Linked DNA regions of Mustela erminea: region 1 is linked to region 2. Evidence: chromatin contacts called from public Hi-C data. All regions are on one chromosome and are shown on one strand. The core of a region is the stretch at or near the end of the contact, and the rest is flanking DNA. Distances in the headings are between cores, read along the strand shown. Region 1 overlaps ZMYND8 (protein kinase C-binding protein 1). Region 2 has its middle 18 kb from the start of ZMYND8.

Region 1 (5,137 bases), core at 1,246-3,745, 84 kb before region 2:
TCATTAGCACCTCTGAGAGAAAGAAAAGAGGAGGTAAAACTCAAATCAATCAAATCACTGATTCGTAGAAGTGTGACTTTTTCAGGTCAATTTTCAGACAATCAGCAGCAGAAGTAATATTTGGAGCTAATCAGTGGAATTCAACACTCCATTACAATCCTTGGAAGAATGTTACAGAAGTTAAGGGATCAAGAGTTCTTCCATCCAAATCAAAAGGGTACGGAGGAAAGGCAGAGAAACCATCTAACTTGAGATGGGGCCCAAGAAGTGAGGGAGGGTCTTTAGTCATCTCGGTAACTGTGGCTACAATGGTGAGGTTCTCTGATGGAGGCCAACCTTTTCCAATGTACAAAGGTCCATAGGATGGAAGATGTATTCCGCATAGTCAGGATGCTGTTCCAAGGGAACAGGCTTCTGGAATGCATCTGTCTATAAAAGAAAATATGGACACACACACACAGAGACACAAACCCATCATTACTGTAGAAAACAAAGCATTAACAGTAACAAAGTACTTCCAAAATGGAGACAACTTTTCAGACAATAGAATTCTAGTGGTTTCCACAAAGAAGGATCTTGGGGAGTACTAAGCTGGTTCACCTTCTAGTTCTGCCTGGTTAACAATAATCATGGCGGCAGGGGGGTCCTACTTTGTTATTTGTATCATTTTCAAAATACATCCAAGTAACAGTTCCAGTTCTGTTCTATGAAGATCCACAAGAACAACACACCATCAGCTACTTAGACCTGAACTCTGAATAAAGCTTATTATTATCCTGCAAACACCCATAACCAAAACAAATGGACAGTAAAACGTGGCCATACCCAGAGATAACACACTTAATGAAGTTCCCCCTTAGTGCCAACAGATATTTTACAACTTGGGGGGAAAATTCAGACAAGTGAGATTTTTGCTCTTCCTTCGAGAAGCAAATATTCAACACAGAGACCATGTCAAAATTTTTCACTTTGCACCATGCCTGCATGAATCAGCTCAAAGTGCAAGGCCCAGTTTGTTGATGGATGGTTTTTACTCATCAATATTTAAAAATCTGCAAGATTTGTAGTTGGGGCATCTGGCTGGCTCATTAGGTAAAGCGTGCGACTCTCGATCTCACATTGGGTATAGAGATTACTTAAGAATAAATCTCAAAATCAATAAATCAATTATTATCTAAAATATTTAATTAAACACCAAAAGAGGGCGCCTGGGTGGCTCAGTGGGTTAACGCCTCTGCCTTCGGCTCAGGTCATGATCTCAGAGTCCTGGGATCGAGCCCCACATCGGCTCTCTGCTTGACGGGGAGACTGCTTGCCTTCCCCTCTCTCTGTCTACCTCTCTCCCTACTTGTGATTTCTGTCTGTCAAATAAATGAATAAAATCTTTAAAAAAAAAAAGAAAGAAAGAAAGAAAGAAAGGAAAAAAAAAAAACAAATGACAGCCAAGCAAGGCATCTGAAAGGGCTACCACTTGTTGTCAGTGGAGCCCTCTACTACCCAGAAGGACAGTGTGTGGCCACTGCAAGTTACAAAGATGCTTCAATATCATCGGCAACTTTCTGCCCCAACTGATTTTATATCAAACAATTTATGTGAGAATATAAGGCCTTCTTCGATTTTTCTCTTTGGTTTTTAAGTCTGCAGTGTTGACAACCCTACATGAATCTGTTCTTTTTGTGCAACAGTTTCAGCAGAAATAATTTAGCCTATGGAAAAGCAGGAAGTAACTCTTTGTCACTCAATATGAAAAAGAAAAGACTGCAGTTTAAAAAAAATAGTTGTTTTTCTTTCCAAACTGAGGCTATCCATGCTTCTGCTTCCATTGACGGAGATTTTGTTACAGAGACAAATAGATTCCCGATTTAGCAACACCCAATTGGCATGCTCTGAATTTTTTTCATGGTATCAAATTTCAGAATATAATCTCTAAACAAAAGCTTGTGGTTTTTGTTTTTTTGTTTTGTAATTTTTAAGAAATTAAGCCAGTGTCTACTCGATACCCTGGAGGTTCTACAGGGCTGCATATTCCCTTGACATAGAAAGCAGACTCTGGAGAGTTTAACAAAGGGTCACCACTAGCTCATATTCTCCCTCTGTGCAAATGGGAAAGGGAAAACCCTACCCTTAAAGTTTCTCTAGACTGGTCTGCACAAAGAATGTCATAACATGTTGCTTATATGGCCACACCATATTCTTTTTAAGAATGAGGCATTTTACGGTCATCCTCCTAGAAAAGGTCACCAAAAACACTAAAACCATCATGACTGTGATGTGCCCAGGACTCTGGGGCGGGTAACCACTAGGAACCAGGGCATGCAAGCTAAATATGGCAGCCTTACTTTCTCATCTGGATTTCCTTAAGAGGCAAAGGCTGTCCATCAAATCCTATTTCAAAATTGAAGGAATGAACTGAATCTCACCCTTTATGGGAGTCTCACTGGTTGAACTGCACTTGGAGGTTCCATCACCACACTTTGATTACCAACAAATCGAGCTGTACTCTGCTGTCTCACTGAAATGGAATTTACTACTTCCCAAGGGAAGCAGCACAGGAGCTCCTTACCCAACAGGGTCTGGGTAGGAGGTTTCACTTCACAACCAATCAGAATTTTAAATCCCCACCAACTTTCTACTGCATGTCATTCCCCAGTTAAACTCATCAGGAACATGCAGTGCTCGCTACAGAGAATTAACTGAATGTCATTGTACTTTATATTTAATTTTTAGGTATTTGAGCCGGGCACATAAAAAGATCTGAAGAGTATGCACAGGTGTCTGGAAAGCAAAGACTACTCAGAACAAGAACGTTAACAGAGAAGAACAAAAGTCACTATTTTCCATTTACACTTATACCAAGAGGAACTTTCTTCTTACCCCTGGCTGTTTCATTTTCTGAATGGCAAACTTGAGCAGGTAGGATAACTGTTCGATGGTGAGCATGGTCATGGCTTTACTCTGAGTCTCGATGCATTCTGCTACTGTAATCTTCTACAAGTCAAAATCACACAAATTTCAGTTAGAAGAAAGTTACTATCCCTGTACAAAGTTCCCTTTCCTCCTACTTTTCAAACCAGCTCATAATAAAAAGTCTCTCCCATTCAAACGAGACTAGTTGTTTCGCTGGAGAAAGACTCCAATCCAGCTTGACCATACATTGGGTCAGTGGATAAAAATGAAGAGACCCAGTAATCCACAGATGATGACCTTATCTGGAAGTGTTTTTTGCTCACAAAGATGACATAACCTGAGAAAGGAGGCGGTGAGCAGAAACCTGAAAAATCATCAGGATCACAGCTGTGGGTTCCAAGAATGGGATGTGAAAGGAAAGACCACTAATGGTTTTAGGGTGATCTCTGCACACAATGAATCATTCGCTTAACTTGATCCTCTCAGCATTCTGGGCTACCTTTCAGGAAACTGACAGGGCATGAACTCAGTGACATCACTGATGGAAAAGGACAGTCTTCCCCGCAGAAAGAATCCAAGGGATGGTAGAGAACTAAATATAAATGTGACTTCATTCTGTCACCACGGATGTGAACCCACTCAGGACATTCTGGCAAATGACACGAGATGCATCGTCTCGCTGTCTGTCTCCATGGGAAATGTCATTCTGAAAGGGAAATTCCCATCAAAGAAGAGGCCCAGAGAAATGTCTGAAACCAGACTCTGCTATGTCAATCTGCTACCATATCCCAGAACTTCAGACTCCTTATGTAGCAACACCAAAATAGCAAAGCCTGATGACGTCAGGAAACACTCTTTAACCATCTGTGTAGGGAGAGCTGAGAGAAGTTTTCTCCAATTAATCTTGATTTAGTTTCCATCCTTCATAGCTCTGGATCCTCCAAAAAGAACTTTCAGATGTGTCTGGTTGGTTGTCGAGGAAAAGGGCAACACAGGAGTTGCTCAGAGGCTGCAAACAGTACACGACACACGTCCCTAACTGCTTAGCTTCCCAAGCCTGAGACAGCTAGCCAGGTGCCTGCACTGCCAATGCACACTTGGAAGACATTTGAGGCCTTAAACCTTAGACACGGAACACCTGTTTGTCTGAACTGCTGTTCGCTTCTCGGTAGCTATCCACGGCAACCACTTTCACCTCTGCTCAATCCCTGATCCTTTCCCTCCCGGCCAGCAGTGCCCGGTTCCCATGAAATAAACTGAAATTGCCAGAGAGGCATTTTCAAGATTTTTTTGCTTGAAGACAGGTCCACTGCTGAACAATGAGGCCAAGGGCAGAATCAGCAGAAGGGTGTAGGGCAAGGTCCTTCTGCTTGATAATAAAGGGTTATAAAGAGAAACACTCCTCCTCATAGAGGGATTTTTGTCTAGGCACAAGTGGTAAGAACCCCAGCAGCCACCTTATGGCCAAGGGGTGTGGGAGGGGACACACATTGCCTCCACAATGAAACAGAAAGGGTCGGGCTGCGCACAAACTCTGGCCTGGCCCTGCCTCTGGGTTCTTTCTACACAGGAGAATAAATCCCTACTGTTCCCACCACAACCCTCAAGAGCTGTACTTGCAGCAGCAAAAGCCACTGTCGTTTCTGCAAAATTACTCAACAAGGGGGAAAGTTGGGTCAAGACCAAAGAAAACTGAGGAAGGTTCCATGGACCACACCAACAGTAGCGGAATCAGGCGAAACTCTGCAACCAGAGGGCATCGCTGAGCAAAGGGGCGCCTATGCATCTCTCCATCGAGTATCCCAGAGCACTGGCGGCCATCTTCCTCAATTTTAGGGGCAGAACACCATTAAAATGTCATCATATCGATGTGATGTCTCATCTCTTTTCACGAAGTTCTTATTTTTCTCCTTTCCCGACACAAAAGCAGCACCAAAGACACCATCCTATAGCCTGCTTCCTTTCCTCACGAAAGACATCAAGGAGAACGTTCCATTTCGCACACAAAAAGCTTCCTTGTGTGAGACCCAGTTCTAACAGACCTTCGAATCCAAGTGACATTCCCCATTAAATGACTGCGCAGATGACATCATTTGCAGCATCATGCAAAAGCGTCGTCACTGGAAGTCACCAAGAATGGAAGATGCCTCAGAATTGTGGGAAACGGGAATAATTGTTTTAATAAAGGAAAATGGTCAGGCTTTCCTACAAAAGACACACGTTCTTCATC
Region 2 (5,163 bases), core at 945-3,444:
TTTTCTGTAAATCAGCCTGGACAGGCCCCGTCCCTCATTCTGAGATCAGCTGCAGCAACTCTTGAGCAAGGGGACAAGGGGGAGGCCAGCAAGGCTCAGGGCCCCACATTTAAGGAGGCACTGGCTGTCAGGCGCCCACGTGGCACAGGCAGGCCCCAGAGAGTGCGTGCCTCCTTAAATGCTGGTTCTGGAAGCCTCCAGGCCTCACTCTGTTTTTCTGTCCAGGGCTGATGAGTCCTGACTGTGACTGACCAGGAAGTGGCCGGTCCACTGACATTTAGTGTTCCAGAGTCTCTGGGTCCTCGGCTATGAAGAAGGGTTCTAGTAAGGGACCTCACACTGGGATTTGCCCTGTGCACAGCAGACCGCAAATGCCTCTCTGTTTGCTGCTCCTTTTACCATTTCTGCCCAGAGCCAAGCCCCAGGCCAAGCGCTGTCTGTAGTTTATCTAGTTTCTTCCTTACAGACCCAGTGGAAGCTCCTGTTGCAATACTGATTCTGCAGATGAAGAAACCAGGCTGCGAGAGTAGGCGAAGCGGGCTCTGACCCCGGGCCTCTCCGAGCCCAGCACTTTCCTCATTACCAAACACGGAGGCTTTCTTATAAATAGCAACATGGTACAGATGCTTCCAGAAATTCTGGATTAATTGGTCTGGGGATAGGCCCAGGCCTTGATATGCTTTTCAAGGAGCTCAGCTGATTCTAACGTGCAGCTAGATTGAGAACCACTGTTCTTGAGGACTAAAAGCTTTAGACTAGCTCTAAAGAGAACTCAAAGGGGGCATTTTTTTTTTAAAATGATTTTATTTATTTATTTATTTGACGGAGAGAGAGAGATCACAAGTAGGCAGAGACAGGCAGAGAGAGAGGGGGAAGCAGGCTCCCTGCTGAGCAGAGAGCCCAATGCGGGACTTGATCCCAAGACCCTGAGATCACGACCTGAGCCGAAGGCAGAAACTTTAACCCACTGAGCCACCCAGGTGCCCCAAAGGGGGCATTTTTAAAAAAAGATTTTATTTTAAAATAATCTCTACACCCAATTGTGGGGCTCAAACTCATAACCCAGAGATCAAAAGGCCCGTGCACTGAGCAAGTCAGGCACCTCTCAAAGAGGGCATTTCTGGGGCGCCTGGATGGCTCAGTGGGTTAGGCCTCTGCCTTTGGTTCGGGTCATGATCCCAGGGTCCTGGGATCAAGCCCCCGCATCAGACTCTCCGCTCAGCAGGGAGCCTGCTTCCTCCTCTCTCTCTGCCGGCCTCTCTGCCTGCTTGTGATCTCTGTCTGTCAAATAAATAAATAAAATCTTTTAAAAAAGGGGGGGGCATTTCTGAATTTCAGCCACTAAAGAGGTGTGCGTGTGTACACATACACATTACACCCCAAGTCAGGACTGCAGCTTTGCAGTTAGTAAACGGATGTGCTTTTCTCCCCCTCAATCCCAGCTCTCCTCCTCAAAGGCTGTGAATTGGGGTAAATCTCTTTATCTCTGTAAATCAACCAGAGTCCCATCAGAATCCCCTTAAGCAATGACTGAGGGACCCACCCCGTAGTTTAAGAAAAAGGTCTGATGGGGTGACAGGGAGTTTAGGTCTGGGTAGGGATGATAATTTGCATTTCAGGCCAGGTGCGGCTGCTGCTGCTGCTGTCAGTCCAGGGAACACACTTGAGAACCGCTGCTGTTAGCTGATTATAATGAGGTTCACCAAGTCCCCCTTCAGATCAGTCTTCAGAGCCTGCAAAGTGCTTCTCCTGGCATCCTCACAGCAATGGGGTCCCACTATTACCACTGTTTCACGGAGGCAGTCACATAGGCTCCCCAAAGTGAAGTGACACGTCCAGGGTCATGCATCCAGAAAGCTGCTGAAGTGCTGGGTTTGAACAGAACTAAAAGCAGGGCAACCCCGGCGCCATCCATCCCTTTGCAGACGCCATAGCGAGCTCTGGAACCACTGATCGAGCTCACATCCGAACCCGCGCGGCACTCCCGGGACTGCGGCCGCCAAAAGCCTTCCCGTCTCCCTCGCGGGGAACACCAACGCCCCGCGGAGCGGCCTGCGTTCGACTCCGTGGAGGCCTGGCGCCCCCTGGTGGCCGTTCTGGAAACAGCGCCACGCTCCCCCGGCGGGGCGCCCTGCTCTCCAGCGTGAGTCACCAGCATTCTTCGGCCTCGTTTTGAACATGGAAAATATTATTCAGTCCATTCCGTCCTCCGAAAGAACTCCGGGTGTTGAAAGGGGGTGGGGACTTCAGAGCTGAGGAATGTAAAGGAAGGGCGGTGGACCGGGCCCTGGGGAGCTCAGGGGGCTGGGGTAAAAGGGTAAAGATGGGGAAAGCCGCAGCTGAGAACAATCCAGACTTTCACCTTTTGACCTTCCCAAGACTCCTGCTGAGGAATTTTCAGGACTGGGCCTCCTGGAGTGGCTGCAAAAGGCCAGCTTGTTCTCCCAGTGCCAGCGACCGCTTGCTGAGCTGGTCCATTTCTGCTTTCATGTATTCATTGAGTAGGTATTTTCCAGTGCCTACTATGTGCCCGCACTTTTCTAGGGGCTGGAGATACAGAAATGAACAGAATAGACGGGATCCCTGCCTCCCTGGATGCCCTCCCACTAGAGAGTGAGGAATGAATGGATGAAAGAAAGGAAGAAAGAAAAACTGGAGGCAAATGAAGAAGGGGATGGGGACCTCACAGAAAAGATGATACTTAAGCAAAAAACGTGAGGGAGGGAAAGAAAAAACAAAAAGGGGGATGGAGGAGAGGGAAAGAGAGAGGCAGGTATGTGGGTGAAGAGTGTTCTAGGAATTGAGAATGGTAGGAGCAAAGGTCCTGGGGCAGGGGCCCCTATCTATGTATGTTTGAGGACTTGGACTAGGTACCCCCCCCCTTTTTTTTAAAGATTCTATTTACTTATTTGTCAGAGAGAGAGAGAGAGAGAGAGCGCACAAGCAGGCAGAATGGCAGGCAGAGGGAGAGGGAGAAGCAGGCTCCCCACTGAGCAGGGAGCCCCACTTGGGGCTTGATTCCAGGACCCTGGGATCATGACCTGAGCTGACTGAGCCACCCAGGCGCTCTTGGACTAGGTTCTTGAAAATAAAGTGGGATGTATTTTTTACTACCCAGGATCCACTTGCTCTGTTACTAATTACACTAAACTGACTCACTTTAAAAAACAAATACTTATTTCAGCCTGATCAGGGTGGGTCAAGGAGAGCACCGGGGGTGGGAAAGAGTGAGAGAGTAGCTATAAACAAGCCTCTGAGGGGCGCCTGAGGGGCTCAGTGGGTTGGAGCCTCTGCTTTCGGCTCAGGTCATGATCTCAGGGTTCTTGGATCGAGCCCCGCATCCGGCTCTCTGCTCAGCAGGGAGCCTGCTCCCCCCTCCCTCTGCCTGCCTCCTCTGCCTACTTGTGATCCCTGTCTGTCAAATAAATAAATAAAATCTTTAAAACAAAAAACAAACAAACAAAAAAACAAGCCTCTGAGAGAGTTTACTTTAAAAAAGAGTAGAGGGGCATGCCTGGGTGGCTCTGTGGATAGAGCATTTGACTCTTGATCTTAGGATCTGGAGTTCAAGCCCCATGTTGGGGGTAAAGCTAAATTAACAAACCTAAAAACAGGAAGGGGTCCAAGTGGATAAGAAATGCTAAGACTCGTGTGCATGTTCACCTTAAATGGCCCTGGGATTTGGGTCCTGGAACTGTCCGCTTTCCAGAGGACCTTGTTCAGTGCCAAGATTTAAATTTTTAAATTTTTAATTTTGTTTTTAAGATTTATTTCTTTATTTGAGAGAGAGTGAGAGCATGAGCAAGAGGGCGAGAGCGAGAGTCTCAAGCAGATTCCACAATGAGTGTGGAACCCCATGCAAGACTTGATCTCACCACCCTGAGATCAAGACATGAGCCGAGGGGTGCCTGGGTGGCACACTGGGTTAAGTGGCCAACTCTCGGTTTCAGCTCAGGTCATGATCTTGGGGTCATGGGATTAAGCCCCATGTCTGGCTCTGCACTCAGGGGGGAGTCTGTTTGAGACTCTCTCCCTCTCCCTCCGCCCCTCCTGCTCCTGAGTGTTCTCTCTCTCAAATAAATGAACATAATCTTTTTTTTTTTTAGGATTTTATTTATTCATTTGAGTGGGAGATGAAGAGAGCACACGCAGAGGCAGAGACAGCAGGAGAAGCAGACTCCCTGCTGACCCAGGAACCTGACATGGGGCTCGATCCGAGGACCTGGAGATCATGACCGGAGCTAAAGGCAAATGTTTAACCGACTGAGCCATCCAGGCGCCCCAAATAAATAAAGTCTTAAAAAAAAAAAAAAAAAAAAAAAAAAGACCTGCATGGAAACCAAGAGTTGGACACCTGCCGGGACTATACCACCCAGGTGCCCCCAGTGCCAAGATTTTAAGCAGCATCTTTTTTTTAAAAAAAGATTGTATTTATTTATTTGACAGACAGAGATCACAAATAGGCAGAAAGGCAGACAGAGAGAGAGAGAGAGAGAGAATGGAGGAAGCAGGCTCCCTGCTGAGCAGAAAGCCCGATGCGGGGCTCGATCCCAGGACCCTGGGATCATGACCTGAGCCGAAGACAGAGGCTTTAACCCACTGAGCCAGCCAGGCGCCCCCAAGCAGCATCTTGATGCCGATGACTTCCCTTTGCATCTCCTCTACCCTGAGCACATCCAAATCTACAACTCTTGGCAGGGATCTCTAGCTATTATCAATTGTACAAAACAGAATCTTTGATTGCCTCTTGCCCCCCACCAAAACCTGCTCTCTCCCATGAGGATTTGGTAAGCACAAAAGTAGGGAGCGGCTCCTATTTTCTTTTCCTCTGATTTCCCATCCAGGAGTAGCCTCGGCTCCCATCCCCTTCTCTACCCCACACCATCTCTTGGTCTCCCGCCTCCACCCTTGCTCCTGCTCTGATGTCTTCTACCCAGCAATTCAAGGGATCTGAAAAATCCGCTCATGCCTGACCCTTACCTAACTTTTTTTTTTTAATCGGTTTCCTATAACAACCAGAATAAAATCCAAACTCTTTTCCAGGAGCTTCAAGATCCTCCATGATCTTCCCCGGGCCTCTGATCGCATCTCGTGCATTCTCTGCCTCCTTCGTTATTATACCCTGACCAGTCTAGTCATAGCCCCCCTTCCCGTGCTTCTCAA

The links. Hi-C and Micro-C count contacts between places; a contact is called where the count stands out from the background.
Region 1: a Hi-C map of fibroblasts shows a contact between it and region 2, with 3 times the contacts expected there. The contact joins two enhancer-like sites. A contact is called at or near these places in 3 of 3 Hi-C or Micro-C datasets (fibroblasts, skeletal muscle and spleen).

What each region holds. Positions count from the first base shown.
Region 1 is chr7:13,147,644-13,152,780 of mMusErm1.Pri, reverse strand. It overlaps ZMYND8 (protein kinase C-binding protein 1), which reads right to left. Exons shown (of 23, transcript XM_032350429.1): 6 at 2,875-2,988; 7 at 337-429. Among named protein-coding and RNA genes, the nearest start is that of ZMYND8, 66 kb to the right of the region's middle. Within about 2 kb of position 2,495, the one cell type or tissue checked has open chromatin away from gene starts, as enhancers often do. A contact at or near this core is called in fibroblasts, where this site is marked.
Region 2 is chr7:13,063,437-13,068,599 of mMusErm1.Pri, reverse strand. No RefSeq gene overlaps it. Among named protein-coding and RNA genes, the nearest start is that of ZMYND8, 18 kb to the left of the region's middle. Within about 2 kb of position 2,194, the one cell type or tissue checked has open chromatin away from gene starts, as enhancers often do. A contact at or near this core is called in fibroblasts, where this site is marked.